Linked DNA regions of Rattus norvegicus: region 2 is linked to region 1. The links are chromatin contacts, called in public Hi-C maps. All regions are on one chromosome and are shown on one strand. The core of a region is the stretch at or near the end of the contact, and the rest is flanking DNA. Distances in the headings are between cores, read along the strand shown. Region 1 holds the start of Rbms1 (RNA binding motif, single stranded interacting protein 1). Region 2 has its middle 200 kb from the start of Tank.

The links. Hi-C and Micro-C count contacts between places; a contact is called where the count stands out from the background.
Region 2: a Hi-C map of Schwann cells shows a contact between it and region 1, with 11 times the contacts expected there. The contact joins the enhancer-like site here to the promoter of Rbms1 in region 1. A contact is called at or near these places in 6 of 12 Hi-C or Micro-C datasets (the A7r5 cell line, the Rat2 cell line, Schwann cells and 3 more).

The regions. Positions count from the first base shown.
Region 1 is chr3:65,827,149-65,834,026 of GRCr8, reverse strand. It overlaps Rbms1 (RNA binding motif, single stranded interacting protein 1), which reads left to right and starts at 5,014. Exons shown (of 14, transcript NM_001012184.1): 1 at 5,014-5,527. The coding sequence starts at 5,453.
Region 2 is chr3:66,324,514-66,330,855 of GRCr8, reverse strand. No RefSeq gene overlaps it. Among named protein-coding and RNA genes, the nearest start is that of Tank, 200 kb to the left of the region's middle. Within about 2 kb of position 2,050, at least 21 of the 93 cell types and tissues checked have an H3K27ac peak or open chromatin away from gene starts, as enhancers often do. A contact at or near this core is called in the A7r5 cell line, Schwann cells and kidney, where this site is marked.

The sequences.
Region 1 (6,878 bases), core at 3,765-6,264:
GACCCATTCTCACCATGTACTCAAGCAGGACTCCCTCCAGGACTTAACATTCCTGCCCTGGCTCCTAGTCTCCTCCCACTAGTCTCCTGCTCTCTTCATGATTTCTAAATGTGCTTTGTCGATATCTTGTCTCTGTCACTGTCCTTAACCCTAAGTCTCACGAAGCACACAGCAATTCCACTGTCTTCCCAATGTCCTGCTCATAGACATTGCTTCTTCAACATGGGCCAAGGTGTAAACACAAAAGCTTCTCAGGGAAGAGCACTCAGTGGCTTGGTTTTTTTCAAGGAGTCCTGTCTGCATCAGATTTCACCAGGAAGTCTTCGCAAGCTCTTTGCTCCAAATGTGGCAAGCACATAGAATATATTTTTAAAACTCTGTTATTATTGTAACTTAACTTTTAAAAAGCAATTAAATTTAAAAATTTTAAAAACAAAGCAGGATACCTGTCACAAATGAGTCCTTAAAATCTGAACAAAATTGCAAACCCCCCTGGAACAACCTTAATATGCTAAAAAGTAAAGAAAAAATTTATACAAGACTATTCAAGGCTGATAAAAAGGACCAGCAGCTAATTCTCGGGGCTCCGTTGATCAGTGGAGGGACAGTTTGAGCATCTATAAAAATGATGGTGTAAAGGTTGAAGCAATCCAAATTGTATAAAGTCCATGAAATCAACATGTTCACAATGATAACCTTTAGAGTTTTCCATGGAAACAGAAACTTAATATTCTGAATTTGTCAAATGAAAGAAAAAATTGTGTAAGTTGACTCAAGAGTTGGAGGAAAGACTCCTCCAAAGACCCTTCCAAACAGGAATAGGCGGAATGCTAAAATTAGACAACCCCCAGTTTGTAGTCCCTACTAAAGTACCGTAGTTAACTTCTAAAGTACCGTTTGGTTAACTTCTAAGTAGTGAAACTGGCCTGTGAATGCTTGATGGTGTGTCTTTATAGTACACGAGTCAGACTGATAACAACCACACTAACACTTGTTAATACCATCACCAAGAATGAAGCAGACATCACACTCTTGGTTGTCTCCCATGGTACATAGAACTTGGCTGGTACCACTTCCATAAAAGTATGCTTTGACCCCAAGGTGAATCTGCATCCAGTCAAGCTTTTAGAGCTTAACCCGCACTTGAAATACTGCTACAATGTTGCAGTCAGCCAGGTGGGAAATTCTATAGGGCAAATGTTCCAAGTCCTTCATCAAATAACTACGGATTAAAAAACAATGAGTGGGGGTGAGGTTTTAGATGTGGAAAGACACTCAGGAGCACACAAGCCAAATTGATATGCAACATCATATCATTAAGATTTAAATAATCAAACTATAAAAAGGAATTTTTGACAATGGAAATAAAATGAGCAAATAGTGGGAATCAACGGATGCTAACCAAGTATGGTTAAATTTATTAGGTATAATAATATTAGACAATGCTCTAAAGAGGACTGGAGATTTTCTTTTAAATGACTCCAGTAAAATAAAAAATGAGGTATATTTGTGTGTGTGTGTGTGTGTGTGTGTGTGTGTGTGTGTGAGAGAGAGAGAGAGAGAGAGAGAAAGAGAGAGAGAGAGAGAGAGAGAGAGAGAGAAAGAGAGAGAGAGAGAAGATGATAGAATTGAAACTAGATATTAGGAAAAGAAAGGTCATTATTCTGTCTGTGCTTTCGCATTTATTTGGAAACAATCATGTTTATTGTGAGACACAATATATATAGGTGTGTGTGTATGTGTATGTGTGTACATATTTGTATATGTACACACACACACAATCATTAGCCCACTCAAAGAGAATATATTGAAATATATTCCTATACACCTACAATCCAGGGTCATCCTTGGCCCCTTCCTGCTTACTCACAACCATCTGCTTTTGTGGAGAGAATCATTATTCTGAATTCTGTGTTTATATTAGCTATGTTTTATTTATGCTTTAAAAATCATTCATATTCTTATTCTTACATACTTTTGTCCTGATTTTGAGGCTCATAAAAATGGAATCATGTCTTGTATATTGTTGACTTGCTGCTTCTTTTAAAATAGATTTTATAAGTAATATAAAATAGATTTTATAAGTAGTATAAGTCGTGTGCATGACTGTGTGTGTCTGTCTATGGGTGGTATGCACATAGAAGCACAGGCGTCTATGGAAGCCAGAAGAGCGCAATGCATCTCTTAGAGGTAGAGGCCCTTTGAAAGAGCAGTGTACACTTTTAACTGCTGAACCAACTCTCCAGCCCCTTGAGTCGCTTCTTTGATCAGCATTAAACTTGAAATGATGTGTACTGATGCTTTTCACTGTGGCCATTACCTTTCCTGTTGCAGTGTCTCCTGGTATCTGTACACGAAGGACTTTTTAAGCATTGTATAGTTAGTGTTCATTTGTGTTATTTTTAGTGCTATACGAGGATTCTTGTGCACACTTCCTGTTGCATCTATAGAAGACTCTTTAATATGTTTGCACCTGCAACTGCAGGAGAGAGAATATTAAAGTCGGATAATGACAAACTATGTTCGGCACTGATGGCAGTACAAACGCGTGCTTCTGATAATCAATCTCGAGAGTTCCCTTCTCCATCCTTCACCTGCTCATGTCATTTTCATTGTTGGTTTTTTTTTCTTTCTTTTTTTTTCCCGACAGCGTGGCAAAGAGTAAAATGTCACCTTATTGGAATTATCATGTTACCAATTGAATGCTAGCATTCTTTCATAAGTGGGTTGAACATTTGTTGGTCTCCCTTTGTGAATAAAAAAAAAACCCTTTTATTCACACAAGTTGTTTCTCTTTCTCACATTCTCGAGGATTTCTCTATAGAGTATGCATATTAACCTGTCATTATTTGTAAAAGTAATTATTTCGTGGCTCACTTTTTATGCTTTCTAGGCCCAGTCTACAAACCACGTATCACAATATCTCACACTTGCTTTCAGTTTATTAATCTTGCCACACATCAGCATCAGGTAGCTATCACCTCTGTTGTCCTCTAACAGCCCTTGTGATTTTGGCTTTTTGAGCATAATCTCTAAAGCAGCTGGACTCCCCATCTTTGATATTTGTGAAGCAGACCTTTATTTTACTTTATTTTTCCAATGCGGATAGCCAATTGACCCAGAATCATTTATTGAAAAGTTCATTCTTTGCCCACTGCCCTGTAACACTGGCTCAGTCATAAATCAAACCTCCATATATGTCTGGGTCTGCTTTTGGGCTCTTGGAAATGGACTGGATTTTCATCATCCAGGAGAAAAAAAAATAGTAAGCAGAACAGTCTCTCTCACTCTGGCAATTTCCTGTGTCCAAACCTAGACTGAGTTCTTTCTCAACTTATTTCTCTTCAGTCAGTCACCCCTTCCAAACCATTATTCCTAGACTCTCTGGGTCCCCCCCCCCCCCACACACACAGCATGCTAGTGACTTCGTTACTTAAGAACCAAAGCACTCTCGTATGGAAGCAATATGAGGAACACTTTCAGCTCACCTCGTCAGACACTGGACCACTCTAACCTGCAGGTTGGCATTAATCTCCACAGTGCCCAGCATGTGACAGAAACTCAGTAAATCTAATTTCCTCGTGAGATTCTGTATCGATGAATGAGGAAGTACACGAGTCACCTCCTGACGTGTCCAAATTGTCTTCACATGAACTACAACTATTTTATTTTATTTTTTTCAAGAAAAAATGTACAGCCCAGAAACTTGTCTAAATCATATAAAGATAAGGGTTCCAGCCCACTGTGTTTATCATTTTTAAAGCCTGTCTTAAAATATAATCATATAAAGATCTGATTACTGAAGAAAATCATGCATTCCTGTTTGACTGGATTTACCTTGCACTGAGAAGTGACCAAAAACCAAAACCAAACAAACAAAAAACAAGAAAACAAAACAAAGCAACCGAGTTCGATTCAATAAATGTTTTTCTCCTAGTCTTTTATCAGCCGGGCAAGGACATCAACTTAGGGACATTCTCTTCCCCATCCTATTGTACATCTCATATTGTCTCTTTTTTAGCTAGAATATAAAAGTCTTCTGCAGGCAACTTCAGGGACCAATTAACTCCATTAAATTATATCCAGTTATGTAGTGAACTGAACCGCTGCTCGTCTGGGGCTGTCTAGAGCTGAGACAATTAGGAGACGGAGAGAAGCAGAAAGGGAGATTGATTTTATGTGTCACTGAAACACACTGCAACAATATGCCAGCGTGACTTTCAAAATGGCCTTAAAATATTCCAAACTCAGGGAGTTTCCTTGCTCCTGAGTGGGAGTTGACAGACTGTCTGGCAGCATTAGAAAAGGCAGGGAGAAACTGATGTCTATATTGTGTCCTCTAATAACATTCTTCCTCTTTTTGGCATCTTTCCCTTAGAAGGACCCGCTAGTTTGGTGTGTGTGTGTGTGTGTGTGTGTTTGTGTGTGTGTGTGTGTTTGTGTGTGTGTGTGTGTTTGTGTGTGTGTGTGTACACGCAAAGAGCATGGTTTCACATCTGGGAAAACCAAACCGAAGGACACTAACCTTCCCAAGGTCACTTAGAAAATTAGTGCTGTGACCTGGTGTGTGGGTGGAACAGAACCCAGGTGTCCTGGCTCCAGCTTTGTGATTGGACATTAAAGCATTTTCCTTTGTGGGGAGAAAAAAAAAATCACCGGTCCGGGAATTTGGGGGAAGTGAGAGATTAATCAGATTTCCTCTTTCCCTCTTTCCCTCCCTCCCTCCCCCACTTACGAAGATTAAAAACTCAGGAAAGCTAGAGGTGCCTTCTCGGCAGTTATTAAGCAGGGTCTACCAAACCTATTCCCACCCTGGACACAAAGCGATCGCCGCTCCCAGAGATTCTGTGCGTCCTCTTGAGAGCCTAGGAGGTGAGGAGTGGTGGAAAGTCAGCCCTCACCTCCAGCGGGTCCCGGGCTCGGCGGCGCCCAAGCCCCGCCCCCGGCCGCCCTTCCCCCGCGGCCTCGGCAGCCAGCCCCTCTCCCCTCTCGCTGTCGGGCGCACCCACCCCAGATGCCGCCTGGCACCAAGCGCAGCCGCCGCCGCCGCCGTACTTTCCACTTGTATTGATCACTCGTAGCTGGGCTCAGCCTGCTCCCGGAGCGCAGCGCGGCCAGAGCGCCAGCCCTTGGCAGCTCGGGCACAGTCGGGCTCCCAGAGGAAACTCCTTGGGAGCGCCCTGTCCGGGGTGTCCTCTGCGCTCTGCAGTGTCTTTCTGTCTGCCTGGAAGGAGGAGGAGGAGAAGGAGGAGGAGGAAGAGCAGAAGGAGGAGGAGGAGGTGGAGGAGGAGGACGTCGTCTGGTCCCGGTTGGGAGGTGGAGCAGTGGCAGCAGCAGCCGCCGAGGCAGCCGCCGCCGCCGCCTCCGGAAAGGGAGAGGCAGGAGAAAGAGATCGGGACTTGGAAAACCTAAAGTGTCTTCGACCCTGCACGGCAGGCTTCCTTCCAGCTTCATGGGCAAAGTGTGGAAACAACAGATGTACCCTCAGTACGCCACCTATTACTACCCCCAGTATCTGCAAGCCAAGGTAAGGAGGCGCGGGGAAGGGTCGCCAAAGGAGGGGACCGCGGAGGCGCGCGCCGGGCCGGGCTGGGGAGGGGCGCACGGCGACCCTCCCGCCTCTGGGCACAAGTGCTGGGGTTGCTAACTATAGCGCTGGCCTGGGCAGAGCCAGGCTGTGCGCGGGGCGGCGGCTTCCCGGGGAGCCGATCGCGGCGATCGGGTTACAGAGAGTAGCGGGGGGGAGCGACTAGACAGGAAAGGACCGCTGGCCCCTTCCTGGCCGGCGAGGAGGAAAGGGTCTCGCGGCCTCACGGCTCCCCCTCGTCCAGCCCGGGCTGGCGGCCGGCCGATGCTTGGGGCCCGCGGCAGGACCTGCTGGCGGCACGGCTTTCAGACCTCTCCAGGGCCTCGCCCTGCGGGCAGTAACTGTGGGGTCCCCTTGAGTGGCGCGCAGCCCCCCGCCCCGCCCCGCCCCGCCCCGCCCCACAGGACTACCCTCCAGCTCCCGCGCGCGCGACGAAGGTGGCTGGAGGGGGCCGGGACGGTCTCCTCCCCGCCTTGGGCCCTGTGCGCCCGCCCCTCGCCTCTGATCTTTGTGCGGTGTGGCACTTCACCTGGTTACTGATTTCCACTTTTACGCTGGTGTTTTGGGTAGAGAAGTGGCCAAAGTTCACTCTGCATTCATTGATATCCCCTTTAATCTTCTCTGTAGCTTTTACATGGGAGGGACAATGGACAGATTTCGATGCATAAAAAGAAGTGACTTTGTATTTACTTTTCCTTTTTGGTTGTTGTTTTTAAACCGCCTTGAGTGTGTACCAGAGAGTGATTTCCAATTCTGCTCAAAAGTGGCACAGTCTTGGGTAAGGACCGCTGATGACATGTAGGCAGGCAAATTGTGCCTGGCTTTCCAGGGACCCTGGGCACTTTGTTAATGGGCCTATGCTAATTTTACAACAGTTTGATGTCTCATAAACTAATTTTAAAAAATTATTAGGGTTCATGAAAAGTGCACCTTACCGCCCTGGAATCATACGCCACAATTAGGAAAGGCAGAATGGGATGGTGGGTACAGCAGCCTTCTTCAGCTGTTAACACACCTAGTATGTCCTTCTAGATCACAAAAGAATCAGGTATGGATGCAGTGTTTGAACTTTCTTTAGGGGATTGTTTGCTGGCAGATGGACATTGCTGACCTGGTACTAAGAATCTATGCTTCAACCTTGAAAGCTTCTCTTTCTCTCAATGTGTGTGGTCCATGATGCCCTACAACATAGCTCAGTGTTTGTCCACGTAAAAAGGACTTGTCAGCAGAGGCCAGAAATTTCCCAGCACCTAAAGGCCTCCTTGCTGCTCTCCCAATTCCCCATTTACCT
Region 2 (6,342 bases), core at 801-3,300, 500 kb before region 1:
AACTCATTCACGTGCCATTTGTATTTCCCATTTGGGTCAGCACCTGCTCTCGGTCTTTGCCCACTTTAAAGTGGAAATGTTTTATTTAAAAATTTACATTCATTTATTGATTACGGTTTTGTGAGTGGGTGGGTGGGTGGGTGAACATACCACAGTGCATGAGGACCTCTAAGAACAATTTGCAGGAATCAGTTCTCTTTTTGCATCCTGAGGATTGACATCTGGTTGTCTGTCAGTCAGGTTGGTGACAGGTACCACTACCCACACACTGCCTCACCGGTAGAGGCTGCTTTCATACTGTTGGGGTTTGAGAATCCTTCGTGTTTTCTGGATATGAGCCAGATATGTAATTTATAGATGTCTCCCCACCAAGATTTCCTCCTATTCTGGTCCCAATGCCTTTCCTAAAGTAACATTTTTAACCCCCCTGCAGTCTCGGGATTGATCTTGACTGCCTTGCACATGCTGGTTGGTGTTCACTCTCAGCTTCTTGATCATCTCAGCCCCAAAATATATAATATAGATAATGTATGGGCTGTGGCTGTGTCTTGAGGTCCTTCTCAGGTTAGCTCTCTAGCAGATGAAACAAACAAACAAAGAAGAACGAAAAATGATTTACTTTTAAAAACCCACACAAGAGAGATGGAGAGATGGCTCAGCAGGGTGTGCTGTCCTTGCAAGAGGACCTGAGTTTGGTTCATTGCACCCACTATGGCGGCTCGTGACTGCCTATAACTCCACCTCGAGTACTCTCTTCTGTCCCCCTTGCACACTGCACTCACGTGCAGTACCCTCCCACAGAAACGTACTTTTTAAAAGTCTTTAAAAAAAGATCGGTACAATGTGTGGTATGTTTAGTACGTATTTTTATCCACAAGTAGTTCTGAGCCAGGAGCCTTAGGAAGGCAGACCCCGCCTCTGATCGGCTAGCTTTGCATTGCCTAGCCTATTATGGGATGCTAGAGTGTCATCCCCAGAAGGCTCTTAGAGGCCAGGTGGTAAACAGGGGGCCTGTGGGTCAGCAGCGTCAGCCCTACCTAGGAGCGGGTAAGAATTTCAAAGCCTGGACCCTACCCCAGGTTAGAATTTGCATCTTAATGAGATCCCCAGGTGCACATTAAAGTTTCTGAAACACAACTGTTCAGCTCATCTGGTTTTTCCTCAGATTTTCAAACAAAAGAAACCGCAGTCCAGAGAGAGAGAGAGAGAGAGAGAGAGAGAGAGAGAGAGAGAGAGAGAGAGAGAGAGAGAGAGAGAGAGAGAGAGAGAGAGAGAGATCGAGGACAAGAGCCAGGGAGAGAATCTGACCCTCTTACTTTATGGCATGTGTGTAGGACCACCAACCACCCGCCTCCACCATCCGGATGACAGCGACAGCCTAGACTACCCTCCTCTCATTCTCGCCTCTGAGAGAGCAACCACATTCTTCATCAGGAAGAGAATAGTCTTTTTTGAGTCTTCCTCCAGAAACCCCTCCCTCCCTACGTACTCCCAGTATCCTCTAAGGATACTCAGCTTTCAAAATGCAGACCTCCAAATTTTCGTAATAAAATGAACTAAAAACTCTTTGGGGAGGAAAGTGATTTTCCCGTTGCATTTGTTTACTCTCGGCGAGCTCCTGAGACGGCTAACACACTAGTTGTTAATCACACCATCTGTTCAAACGGCACCGTGGAACCATTACGCTCATCCTTTCTTCTTTTTATGGAAGAAAAAAATTTTTTCAGAACAATATGTTTGCGTCTGTGATGCTCCATCACCTGGCAGAGCTGTGTAAGCTATTTAAGCTTTCCGGTTGAAAATAACTTTCAATTGGCAAATACGTATTTTTTTAATGTTCATATATCACATACACAGACCAAAAAAAATATGTGTTTTCTGACTTTCTAAACACGGGAAACGCTAAAAGATAAAAAAAAAAATCTGTTAAAGACTATGCTGTCAAAGTTTTAAGCATCTGATTATATTTAAATGAAGCGTTCAGGGACGATGATTTATCTGACCCGGAAAATATTTTCCGCCTTGGCCCTGAAGATGGCAGTGCTGTGCAGTTTAGAACTGCTCTTCGCTCCCCGCCCCCGCCTCACCCCCCCCAAAGGAATTTCTGGAATGGCAGAAAGTGGGGGAGGATCTTCCAGATTTGAACCTTCTAACACTTAGCGCAAACCTCTTCTGAACCCAGGGACAATCTGGTTTGTCTTTCAGTCTCTTTGTTTTTGTTTAAGACTGTACCCCATTCGTTTCCTGTTTCCAGTCGGAATAGAAATGGGACCAGTTGAACGATTATTCCCGTATCGCGGGAAGCCAAGGAAGGGACTAGAGTTTACAGAGAAGCTGGTTTGCACAAGCCTGCTTCTTGTTGTTGTTTTTAATTCGAACAAAGGCTCTACCCAAGATAAACTGAATACTAGAGATTTTGAGAGCCCACTGGGACCACATCTCTGGCAGCCCCCTCCCTCTCCTAACTCAGGACGCCTGGTGTCGCATTCTTTACATTTCATTAGCAGGGGCTGGAAGAGTTGGTTTGGAAAGTATACAGGCCTCGGGCCATATAAACCAAAGGCAGGCTCTTGTCCCTGTCATTGTGAGGTGTCGGCTTAGAGAGGTAAGAGGCATGTATATGTCTAACTTTGGGGACTCTTAAAATAAGGTTATTTAACTAGCCAGAAAAGGTTTATTGAAAACAAGTATATGAGGTCTCTGATATGACATTCTGTCACAAATAAATCAGTAGTGGTTATGTACTGAGAGCCAACTTCCCCCACCCCCACCATGGCAAATGGTTCAGCAGTATCTAATTTAATCTTCCCCACCGCTGCCCAAGGCAGACACAACACCATTTACTGGTGTTTTTTGCCTTTATAGGAGGAAACTAAGGAACAATGCTCGCAAGAAGTGTCTGACAGAGTCATGAGACTTTAAAGCTTTTTATTTTATTTTATTTTATTTTATTTTTTAGATTAAGCTTTGAACTCCTGAAACATTCGTCACCTTGTATTTTGGTTCAGTGGATAAATAACAAAATATTAAGCCTTTATCAATGGAGCATATGTTGGTATTCTATTTAAGCTCCACCCCCACAGCTACCTGGCAGCAGCCAGGTATGCTCCACCCCACAGTTGCCTGGCAACAGCCAGTTGTGCCTGATGCTATAAAAGGGGCTGCTTGCTCCCTCTCCTCCTCTTACCCCCTCTTACTCTCTCTTACCCTCTCCCACCCCTCTTGCTCTTTGTTCTTCTCTGTTCTTGCCCCCATTACCCCCTCCACGTGCACATGGCCCGCCGCCTTTCCGCTCTTCTACTCTTCTCTCATTAAACCTCTCCACGTGGAACCATGGTGGCTGGGTGTGTTCTGTCCGGGCACAGGCAGATTTGAAAACCTAACAGCATATCTGGTACCCATTTAATGAGAACAGAAAAGGAGAGGCCAGGACTCTAGTATCTCTTTCTACCAAGTGCTACACGTTTGCAGAGAAACCAGGCCCCCAGAAAGCACACCTGTTGTTTTGAAAAGAAAGGAGGAGGAGGGGGTTCTAGATAGAAGAGTGTCCGACTAGGCATCTTAATCTAATGCCACATCTTCAAAGATGAGGGAAATTTAAGATTCTTTCCCCATCTTCTTTCAAAACTTTCACTTGGGCTTTTGAAAGTCAAAGCACCCCCCCACCCCCATCCATCTTCTATTACAAAACAATCATCTCTCTTTGATGTGTTTATAAAAAGATAAAGAGAGTAGGGCTATGTTCTATGGATGTGTGGTGAAGTATGGGGGACGGGGGTGCCTCGGTGGGCCCGTGCCTCGGCATCCCTTCCCCCTAAGGGACCAGCCACAGAGGACAGTATAGAGTTTATTCAGAAGGGTATAGGGAGGGAAGTGAAGAGCGTAGTAGAGTCAGAGAAAGGCAGAGAGAGAGAGAAAGAGAGAGAGAGAGAGAGAGAGAGAGAGAGAGAGAGAGAGAGAGAGAGAGAGAGAGAATGAATCACCATGCTTCTGAGGGAGAAATGGTGACTAGCCATGTAAGATGTCTGGAGAATTGGCCATAGGCTTCCATGAGCACGTGGAGGGGGGGAATGGGGAGAGAGCGGGAGCAGGAAGACAAGAGCAAGAGAGTGAGGAGAGGGGCATGCATCCCTTTTCATAGTGAGTAAGGCATACCTGGCTATCCCCAGGTGACTGTGGGGCGCAGCCTAGACAAAATGCTAACACTCTCCCCTCCTCTTCTCTCCTGGCCCCTCCTCCATTTCTCTCCTCTCCTCTTCTCTCCCTTCCCCTTCTTTCCCCTTCCCCTATCCCTCTCACTAAGAGTGCAAAGCAACTGGGATGGAAGGTGAACGATAAAAGCACAAGGATAGTATATCGGTTAGTATTTCAAAATTATTATTACGACGGGAGGGAAAGCCGTGTTTATCCTTCTCCCACAAATGCCTTGGGCGGAACAAGTCGTACAGAGATTAGATGTAGCTCTAATTGGAGGCTGCTGAGGATAACTGGAGGAGCCCCCATCCAAGTCCTCTCAGTGGGAAATGGCTCCTTTGTTAAGGATCTAAGTTCTCTTAAATTTTTTCCTAGACTTTTGCTTTGAATAAAGATCAGATCAATCTGGGCATTTAAGACCTTGAAATGAAAATTTCTTCCTGGCAAGTGTGCCAGGGAATGTTGTTTCTTTTCTTTTGAGTCCTTCCTTCAGAATCTATCTTAAATTGACGTTATATCTCCAGATTGTTGGAATTCTGTCTAAGCTCCAACCCCACAGCTACCTGGGAACAGCCAGGTATGCTCCGCCCCACAGTTGCCTAGCAACAGCCAGCTGTGCCTGACTATATGCGGGGCTACTGCCCCCTCCTCCTCCTCTCTTATTTCTCTCTTACTCTCTCTTACCCTTTGTTCTTCTCTGCTCTTGCCCCTCACCCCCCCTCCCCTACCACATACCCATGACAAGTCGCCTTTCCTCTCTTCTACTTTTCTCTCATCAAACCTCCCCACGTGGAACCATGTTGTCTGGGTGTCTTCTGTCCCAGCTCGGTCCGAGATTCGAAACCCTAACACAAATCTTCCCTGATCATTCCAACCAGTGTTGTTCACTGCCCTTCTCCAGTATCCACAGAGTTTACACTTTAGCATTTGGTTCCCTTTCAGTTCAGAAACCTCTTTAATACTGCTAACTTTTATTCTCTCTTCCAAGTCAATAAAGTGTAGGGCTGGTGTTTGTGTCATTTTGTTTTTATTTTTGTTTTTGTCTCCTCTAAAGCATCATCTTGCAGGGGATGAGTATCATTTCATTTTGAGAGGAGACCATTTCTTCTCTGGCACTCCATTATTATTTGCATGCTAATACAATTATTTCTTAAGGCAGCTTTGCACCACAACCTTGTATTTGAGACCAAGCCACATGCAACTGCAGCTGAAAGTGTTAGCCTCTTCACAAGGGAAAGGTACACAAGCATTAGGCCCGTCCTGATGCTTCATGAGCGAGAAATGAAATATAGTTCTAGCTGCGGCTTAGAAGGAAAGGTTGGGACACCTAGGCCTTTTCTGAGAGCAGAGACTGAGAATCATAGACATGAAATGTGTTAAAAACAAAACAATTAACAGTATCTATCATACGGTTGTCTCTATTGAGTATTGTCTTTTAAGTGTTGCTTAGAGATTCCCTAAGGGTTCCAACCACAGCTCTATCAGGGAGCCACATCTCTGGGTCCTCATAGTGTCCTGTTCAGTAGGAGAATAGAGTTTCTTTTCTCTTTATTTCCTAGAGTGGCTACAGGATTTACAGTTTTTCTCATAACCCTTTGTGTAAGATTCTATTTCAATTGAAGATTGTTTTGTTTTGTTGTTTTTCTTGCCAAAACTCTATATGGGGTGGGGAGACACAAGGTTTTGATTGCTGTATTTTCAATGGCCATTTCCCTTTACCAATTGTTTTGAAATTTGAAAATACCTCAGCTGAGCTGAAAAAAAAAAGGTGGAAAAGCATTTATCCACGTGGAGATGACTCTCAGAGATGTCCTTTGGGTGATGGAGAAAGACCACTGGTGCAGGATCTGAGATGAAGGTGACACCTGGCAAGAGGGGGCAGAATTGAGGTCTTAGAGGGCCTTCTCCGTGTGCCACAGCCTGGCTTCTTGTCATAAAGCTGGGGAGTTGGTTCTGGAGATGCTATTTATGTACATCCCTTTCTATCTATACACATCTTTACATAGCTCGTATAGTTCTTTCTATATATGTTTCTCATCTCCAAATATAACTTTTTCTTGAACTGAATTAAATTACAAAACCCAGTACTTTCAAACTTTAGATGTTGAATGTGGCTGTGTGTGTGTGTGTGTGTGTGTGTGTGTGTGT